2 separate regions of the Pan troglodytes genome follow, and region 2 is linked to region 1. Evidence: chromatin contacts called from public Hi-C data. All regions are on one chromosome and are shown on one strand. Each heading gives the region's core, a stretch centred on a gene start, on an enhancer-like site or on the middle of the called end of the contact. The rest is flanking DNA. Distances are from core to core; before and after follow the strand shown. Region 1 holds the start of LEPR (leptin receptor). Region 2 overlaps AK4 (adenylate kinase 4).

Evidence for each region. Hi-C and Micro-C count contacts between places; a contact is called where the count stands out from the background.
Region 2: a contact with region 1 is called in a Hi-C map of induced pluripotent stem cells, with 1.9 times the contacts expected there. The contact joins the enhancer-like site here to the promoter of LEPR in region 1. A contact is called at or near these places in 2 of 7 Hi-C or Micro-C datasets (induced pluripotent stem cells and stem cell-derived neural progenitor cells) and 1 of 1 datasets of contacts at active chromatin or transcription factors (stem cell-derived excitatory neurons).

The regions. Positions count from the first base shown.
Region 1 is chr1:165,573,822-165,578,079 of NHGRI_mPanTro3-v2.0_pri, forward strand. LEPR (leptin receptor) reads right to left here and starts at 2,053. Exons shown (of 20, transcript XM_001161937.6): 1 at 2,035-2,053. It overlaps LEPROT (leptin receptor overlapping transcript), which reads right to left and starts at 2,266. Exons shown (of 4, transcript XM_009459949.5): 1 at 2,035-2,266. The coding sequence starts at 2,050.
Region 2 is chr1:165,777,839-165,782,096 of NHGRI_mPanTro3-v2.0_pri, forward strand. It overlaps AK4 (adenylate kinase 4), which reads right to left. Exons shown (of 6, transcript XM_513462.9): 4 at 151-323. Among named protein-coding and RNA genes, the nearest start is that of DNAJC6, 31 kb to the left of the region's middle. Within about 2 kb of position 1,808, at least 2 of the 24 cell types and tissues checked have an H3K27ac peak or open chromatin away from gene starts, as enhancers often do. A contact at or near this core is called in induced pluripotent stem cells, where this site is marked.

The sequences.
Region 1 (4,258 bases), core at 803-3,302:
ACCCTCACCACTAAGTTCCGGTCTTACTAATGTAGCTTAAGTACCTGAAGAGAAGAAGGCATGTTGTTTCATAAGCCCTGCGCCATGTCACATGCTGTCCTCTCCACTTGGGATATACTCCACCTTCACTCCATGCCTTGCCAAGTGAAGCCACATTGATCCCTTCAGATTCAGTTCAAGCATCGCCTCTTCTGTGAAAACAGTCCTTTCTCTGGAGCAGGGGAATTAATCCCACCTGCATCAGCTTCCTAGGGCTGCCGTTACAAAGTACCACAAACTGGATGGCTGAGAACAACAGAAATTTATCTTCTGACAGTTCTGGAGGCTGGACTTCTGAAATCAAGGTGTCAGCAGCGCCACCACACTCCCTCTGAAGGCTGTAGGGAAGCACCCTTCCTTGCCTCTTCCTAACACTCAGTGGTTGCCAGCATGGTTGCCAAGAATCTTTGGTGCTCCTGGCTTTGTAGCTGCATCACTCCAATTTCTGTCTCCGTCTTCCCATGGTATTCTCCCTGTATGTCTCTATGTCTAAATTCCCCTCTTCTTATAAGGACACCAGTCATTGGATTAGGGCCCACCTTAAACCAGTTATCATTTTAATTTGATTATATCTGCAAAGATACTACTTCCAAATAAGATCACATTCACAGGTACTAGGGAATTAGAGCTTGAACACATCTTTTTGGAGGACAAAATCCAACCCACCATCTGTTCTCCCACCGCATCTGAGCCCAACATAAACACTGACATAGTAATATAATTATTTCCAGCTCTGTCACCCACCAATAACTTCTCATTTATCTTTGTATCCTAAGTCTCTGGCATACAGTAGTTCCTCAATAAAAGTTGAACAATCTGTAAAATGCTTCCTTCCCTTAGTCCGTTTCCATTTCAGACTTCCTTTTTTTTCACTACATCACAATTTTCTAACACATTCACACATAAACGTGATCATGATTTGGTAGTTTCTGATCATGTGTAGTACTGAGACACTACTTTTCATCTGTTTTCGGCATTGGCTTCAAATGGATATATAACACAGTCGACACTCTTCAAGTAAACCATGTTTACTAAACTGATATTAAGTATAAAAGTCAGCCAGAAATAACGATAAAATGTCTGCTGCTAACAGCTCACATACTCGGATAAACTCATAGTGAACAGAGGCGTACTCGTATATATACCATCTACATGTTTATAGCAGATGTTAACTGGGGATATCTTTGGGTGCAAATTTCAAGGATGATATAAACGCCAATATAAAAACAAGTCATGCTACTCTATTCGACAGATTAGAAATGGAATGTTTTCCTACCAAAATACAGGAAGCCTTGCAAAAAACCTTTTCCGTCTCGCATTGCTCTGAAGCCATACAGATAAGAGACGCGGTGTTTTTACCAACTGCCCCATGCAAAAAACACATACTACACACACACTGCTTTCTTCTCTGTCCATAAACAGAGAAAACACCGAAGAAAGCAGTATTAAAATTACACGTAATCTACTCTCCACGACTGCGAGAAACACCGTCTTTCTGGGTGCTTTCCATTGACACCCGCCCGCGGTCAACTCTGCCCAGTTGGAAAAATCATTAGGAAAAAGAGGATTAAGTTTCCCAATGCTAAGAACGCTGGAGACAAAGGGTCCTTTGTGGCAAATAGGAAACTGCGGAGGAGCAGAAAACCAGAAGAAAGGCGTTAGGGTGGCGTCAAGAAGTGGAAACCTTGTTTAAAAACTCAGGAGGGGTGGAGGGCGCCGCTCTCGCCGAGGGCTCCGCCTGGGGAGGGGTCTGGTGCCGCCACTGGAGAGCAGGAAGGCCAGCGGCCTTGCAAAAAGGGCCAAGGCTCCCCCGAAACGCCGCTCCACCCACACCCCAAGGGACGAAGAGAGCGGTCGATCGCCTCCCGAACCGGAGAGGCGGGAAGGGTGGTGAGGCCGTTCCCCAACGGCGCGCGGAAGGCGCAGCCCCAGGCTTGACCGGAACGGAGGTGGCAACCCCACCACACGACGAGCGAGCCGGGGACCGCGATGTACCTTTAACGCCCGCCATGTCTCCCGAGCTGGGGCCGCGGCTGCTTCCGGCTTCCTGCCACGGCCCGGGCAGCCTGCGCAAGCCAGACCGGGAGTCGCCCCGCGGATCCCGAGCCCGCCCCGGCCACGCAGAGCCCCGCCCCCGCCGGTGCAGAACTCCGACCTTAGCTCGCAAACGCCGCGCCTGCTGCTCCAGACCCCGCCCCCACCACTCAGAACCCCGCCCCCGCCGGTGCAGAACCCCGCCCCCAGCTCGCAGAGGCCGCGCCTGATAGTTCAGACCCCGCCTCGCTACTCAGAGCCCCGCCCCTGACAGTACAGAGCTCCTCCCCTACCTCGCGGAGGCAGCGCCTGCGGCTCCAGACCTCGCTACCGCTACTCAAAGCCCCGCCCCAGACAATGCAGAGCTCCTCCCCTAGCTCGCGGAGGCCTCCCCCTGCCTGTCCCGCCCCAGCCCTCACCTGCCCAGAATTCCGCCCCCAACTCTCAGAGGCCGTCCCTGCTGGTCCCGACCCCGCCTCCGCCACCCAGAACTCCGCTTCTGCCAGTCTAGAACTCCGCCCCCAGCTCGCAGAGTCCATCTCCAGCCCCAAGGTCCCACCTGGTCCCACAGAGCTTTCCCAGAGTAACCCCAACCCAGTGCCCTGGGCCCTCCTCCTAGATCCTGAGCCCTCCAAGTAATCCTCAAGCCCGTTCAATGTGGGTTGGGACCTTGGCTCCGCCCCGACCGCGGGCCCAGAGTCTCTCCCCGGCCTCTCAGAACGCAGTGCACGCAGCGGGGGATCCTCCCTGAGCCTTCCTGAGAACGGAGATGTAGAAAGGGAGGAGAGGCAGGAGAGGGAAGGAGGGGAAAAGTTGCAATCGATGGGAGAGGGACACCGACTCACTAACCAGTGTTATGTTCCCTGAGCTCCCAAGTGCGTGCTAGTGTGCGAGTGTGTGCCTGTCTGCCTTCACATGACTGTGGCAGAGGAGAGGCGGGGTACCAGAGGACAGGCCCCTTAGGAAACACTCCTCGTTAAGAACTTGATATTTGCATAGGTTTGCTTTGCTTAATAGCAACGCTTTACTGAAACTAGCGGGGTTTTTCTTTACTCCCTGGTTTATTTATAGAGACGAAGACCATATAAGCTTTTGTGTCCGAAGCTTTCATGAACCTTAAAAAAAAATAATTTAAAAAAAAGCTATTATTTTTGTGCCTTGGGGCCTCAAAGTTTGCAGGTAACCAAGGCCAGTTTTTAGATCTCTGAGAGCCATTGTGTACTTATCTTACTCACAGGAATGGAGAGTTCTGTTTTGGCAAAAGCAATCTAGAAGATCATTGAAACAGTCTGGTCCAAATGCTTCATCTTACATTTAAGGAAAGAGGAGCAGAAAGGATAGGACTTGCCTGTCACACAGCTCTTTGGAGGAGGCTGGATTCTGGGCCACTTCCCCTCATTCTAGCTGAGATCCACTCTACCTGATGGTGCGGTCCCTCGTCTCTTGCTTTTTCTCAGTTTTCAAAAGGACTGAAAGACAAAGGAATCTGTGGAAACCTAGCTTCCCCTGGCTACCTGAGAAGTATAAATTCTCGCCACCATCATGTGTCGTGATCCTTGCTCAGTTTACTTTTTCAAAATTGCACATTGAGCATGTTACTGTTTCAAGAAATGTCTATTTGTTGATTCAGTGGAGTATTTTTCTAGCTGTCAGTTTATTTTTCTAGCTCCTCTCATTTCTCCTCATAGATGGATGGCACACTCACTGAAAACAGCATTGTAATACCTGACTCACTGCGGATGCTTGGAGATCCAATACTACAGTACAGCACTTTTTACTTTGGAGCCTTCAATCTACTCAAGAGCATTGGCAGTGTATGCCACTTTGGTTTAAGGATTATTTTGAGCTGAAGGCAATTAGGAAGAAGCAGATAGGTACAAGGTACTAGAAAAGCACTCTGCCCTCCCTCTATTTGCCAAAAAGCAGGATATAAGTTTACCAAGGTGTACCTCCTGCCTGCTCTACCAGGAAGGACAAAGATTAATCACCAGAGACAATTTTAGACCCCTGTCAGCCTGGAGACAATACAAGAAAAATCTACATGATAAACCTTAGTATTTGGCCTTTATCTGCAACTAGTCTCCCATATATTTGTCTTCCGACAATTTGCTGCCCCTAGAGACTCAAGATCCTTTATCTTGTCATTTCTTTAAAAATTTATTGTTCCTTGGCTAATATGCTATAT
Region 2 (4,258 bases), core at 558-3,057, 200 kb after region 1:
ACAATTAAATTTGAACATTTAAAAAATGTTTTTTGGTCATGTAGATTTGTTCTTTTTTGAATGGTCTACTCATATCCTTTTCTCCACTTTTCAATGGAAATTGTTTGTCTTTTTCTTGTCAGGTTGTGAAAGCACTTTGTATATTCTTACATGTACATGAGGTGGATTGAAGTCCAGGTTATATACCCTTCCGCTAGGAGGGTGAATCCAACGGCGGCTGAGACGATCTTTAAGTGTTTCAAATGGAATATTCAAACTGATCACTAGATCCACTTCACAGATTTTGTTCAGGGCTTCGGCTTGTCCTAATGTCCTAGGAAAACCTAAATGCCAAAAACAAAACAAGTGAAATGCAAGCTATTGCCCAATTCCAATTAGTTCTTGAAACATTTTCAGTGACAGAATTAAATCTGCATATACCATTCTAAAAGGAGCTTTACACTATCTGGGTGATGGGATCATTTGCATCCCAAACCTTAGCACCACATAATAAACCCATGTCACAAACCTGCACATGTATCCTCTGAATCTAAAAGTTGAAATTATTTTTTAAAAATGAGCTTTAACCAAGAATATCTACCTCCATAAATGTAATATTAAAATAAAATATGCTATTCTATAACCTAGCTTCTGCATTTGGAAGACTCAAAGATTAAGGAATCATATGATAAAAATTTAAAATGCGCTAAACTAAAAATCACTAAACCAGTCCTGGCTCTAGTCCTTTCTCTGCTCTTAACTACCTGTGTCACCTCAGGCAAGTTACATCACCTCCATTTCCACTTCTGTTAAAAAAGTGAAGGGAAAGCATTTTATCTTACATCATTTTAACACTAGCCATTTATGAGTAGGTTCTTAGGTTAGCAAAAATAACCATATACATTTATTTTAGAGTCTAAATCAATTAAAGTATGATCCTCCATCCAGACCTTCACCTGAGTCTGCACTTTAACCAAGGTAGGCAATCTGATTAACAGCATGGTGACTATCATAAATACTGTATTGTACACTTGAAATGTGCTCAGAGTTGATTTTCAGGATTCTTGCCACACACATAAGAAATCATACCTATGTGAGATGATGGATATGTTAATTACTAAACCTAACTGTGGTAATCATTTCACACTGTATGTATCAAAGCATCACGCTGTACACCTTAAATATATACACTTACTTGTCAAGTATACCGCGATAAAGCTGGAAAAAATTTGAAATTGTTTTAAGTCTATTTAAAGATTTTAAAAGGAACTAGAGTTTTTAAATCTATTGGGATAATGCAAAACTTATTCTTCCTACTTTTCTAAATGTGTGGAAATAACAAAATTAAAATTTGGGCTCATGGGCATCTCTTCCTTTCCTGATTTAAGTATAAGCCCTGGGTGACCTCAGGAGTTAGGTCATATGACCCCAAATTACACTTTTCTTCAGAGATTGACCTGTTTAAATGTAACTCCAGGTTTGGCTCTGGTGGGGCTACACAGTGGTAACTTTTTCCTAAACAAATCACTCCAGTTTATCTGCTCTGACAAAAATCTTGCTGGATCTACTATCATTTTTTTAAAAAATGTCTTTATATCCTAGTTAAAGAACCAGGTAGATGAACAGCTGAAAGTGTAATAAAAGATGCAACATCCAGAAGAGAAACTTTAAATCCATTCAGATAAGGATACCAGCCCCTCTCTACCCTTTCAAAATTGGAAGTATCAAGATGACAACTTAAAAATGGGTATTCATGGCCCTGTAGCACTTACAATTCAAAGAATTCCTTTCCTTACTGCAGGAAGTTGGTGGCTCAAACATGAATATGCAGCACTGCATTGAAACCCCTAAGTCTGTGTGAATGCCAAGCTGATTTGAGTGCTCACTGAGTTGAATGTGACAAAATCTACCCATGCTACTGCTTCAGATACCTATTGCTTGCTAACTCTCCAATGCTTCCTCCAAAGCCTTCCTTACTGCCTGTGAGCCATCCACATAAAGTCCCCTCTCAATGACTGTCAGGTTCTGCCTTTCCCTGGACAACTCACTCTTCACTAAAATGTCAAGATGGCAATTGGAATAAAAAGTTGCCTGCAAGGCCAGGCACAGTCGCTCACACCTGTAATCTCAACACTTTAGGAGGCCGAGGCAGTGGGATCACTTGAGGCCAGGAATTCAAGGCCAGCCTGGGCAATGTAGAGAGAACCCATCTCTACCAAAAATAAAAATTAAAAAATTGCTTTTACTGGTGATGCATGCCTGTAGTTACAGGTACTTGGGAAGCTGAGGTGGGAGGATTACTTGAGCCCAAGGAGTTCAAGGCTGCAGTGAGCTACAATCACACTACTGCACTCCAGCCTGGGTGACAGAGTGAGATAGTGAGCTCCTGTCTCAAAAAGAAAAAAAAAAAAAAAGAAAAGAAAGAAAAGGAGGACAGAGAGACAGAGAGAAAGAGAAAGAAAGAAAAAAGAAAAAAAAGAAAGGTACCTACAGCCCAAACAACCTCAAGATCATCTATAAACTCTTTCCCCGCAAACCTCTGCCACATCAATGAAAAGCATTTTCTAAAGCAGTGGCTTCCAAAGTTATCTTCATTGAAGTACAGAAAGAAAATATTTGAACTTTGGGGAAGGGGGAGGCAGGGAGGGCTTGGCTCATTCTTTTAAAAGAATGTCGTATTAGTGGCCGGGCATGATGGCTCATGCCTGTAATCCCAGCACTTTGGGAAGCCCAGGCCGGTGGATCACTTGAGGCTAGGAGTTCGAGACCAGCCTGGCAAAACTCCATGTCTACTAAAAATACAAAAATTAGCTGGGCCTGGTGGTGCATGCCTGTAATCCCAGACACTAGGGAGGCTGAGGTACGAGAATTGCTTGAACCTGGGAGGCAGAGGTTACAGTGAGCTGAGATTGTACCACTGCACTCCAGCCTGGGTGACAGAGTAAGACTGTCTAAAAAAAAAAAAAAGCACTGCAATCACATTAGTGAAACTGCATGGGTAAATAAATAATTTATACATAATTGTCCATATATTGAAGATGTAAATTCAACCTTCTCACTGATAAATGTAAACAAAGAATTTTAGAGATCCCTCTTCTAAGACCTGAAAGCTTAGCCACAGTCTCTACCTTGTGTTCTAGCATCACTAACTGTGACCTGGACAAGAAAACGGTCGGATAGAGGTTGAGAGCTGGGAGCGGGGGAAGCACTAGAAAAGAAAAGAACAGGAAGCTCTAAAAGATAACATAACATTAGTTCCTCCAACAAATAAAAGCTCAAATCTTATTGGCTAGTTTCTTTGTCTAATGAGGGTAACAAGCCAGTCTGCTCAGCTGAGCTCTAGAGCCCTCTGGAGGAGTAAAATGCAAAGTGTACAAAATAGGCTGAACTCAGCAAGAAAAATTTCAAAAACATGTTGGATAGCACCTGCTACCTACTGGACTCTCACATTCAGACCTGCTAAAGACCACAGATGATAATTAATTCCAGTGATTTAGACTACAAGCAACAGGTACCTAAAGCTGGTTTAGAAGGAACAACTATAGAAATAAACCATTCCACAACTTCAAGGGTTCTCCATTTGATGAGCACATCAAAATCACCAAGGAAGACTCAAAAGAAAAAATCAGGGTCGGACATGGTGGCTCACGCCTGTAATCCCAGCACTTTGGGAGGCCGAGGCGGGTGAATGACCTGAGATCAACAGATCAAGACCATCCTGGCCAACTTGGTGAAACCCCATCTCTACTAAAAATATAAAAATTAGCCGGGCATGGTGGCAGGCGCCTGTAATCCCAGCTAATCAGGAGGCTAAGGCAGGAGAATCAATGAAACCCGGGAGGCGGAGATTGCAGTGAGCAGAGATCGTGCCACTGCACTCCAGCCTGGTGACAGAGCAAGACTCCGCCTCAAACAAAAAAAAAAAAAAAAGAAAGAAAGAAAGAAAAGAAAAAAAATCAATGATGATGGATGCTCAGTTCCTGTCCCAGACTTTCCTAGAGTAGAACATCTAGGAGTGAGAGCAGGACTTGGGTATTTCTAATATTTACCCCGATTCATGACGAACCACCAAACTTCTCAGTGACAGCAACAGTGCAAGTATGATACTAAACACTTATCTGCCCCATTTTTCTGTCAGGCTTAACTCTACTTCTAAGTAGGTAACAAACCACTTTGAAGAACAAGTCGCCTCTATCTCACTTCATCAGAAGTGAGCTGGGAAGGAAAGTCCCAAACACATGCAAATCTTTCCAGATTTACGAAGTCCCTTAGTCACCTG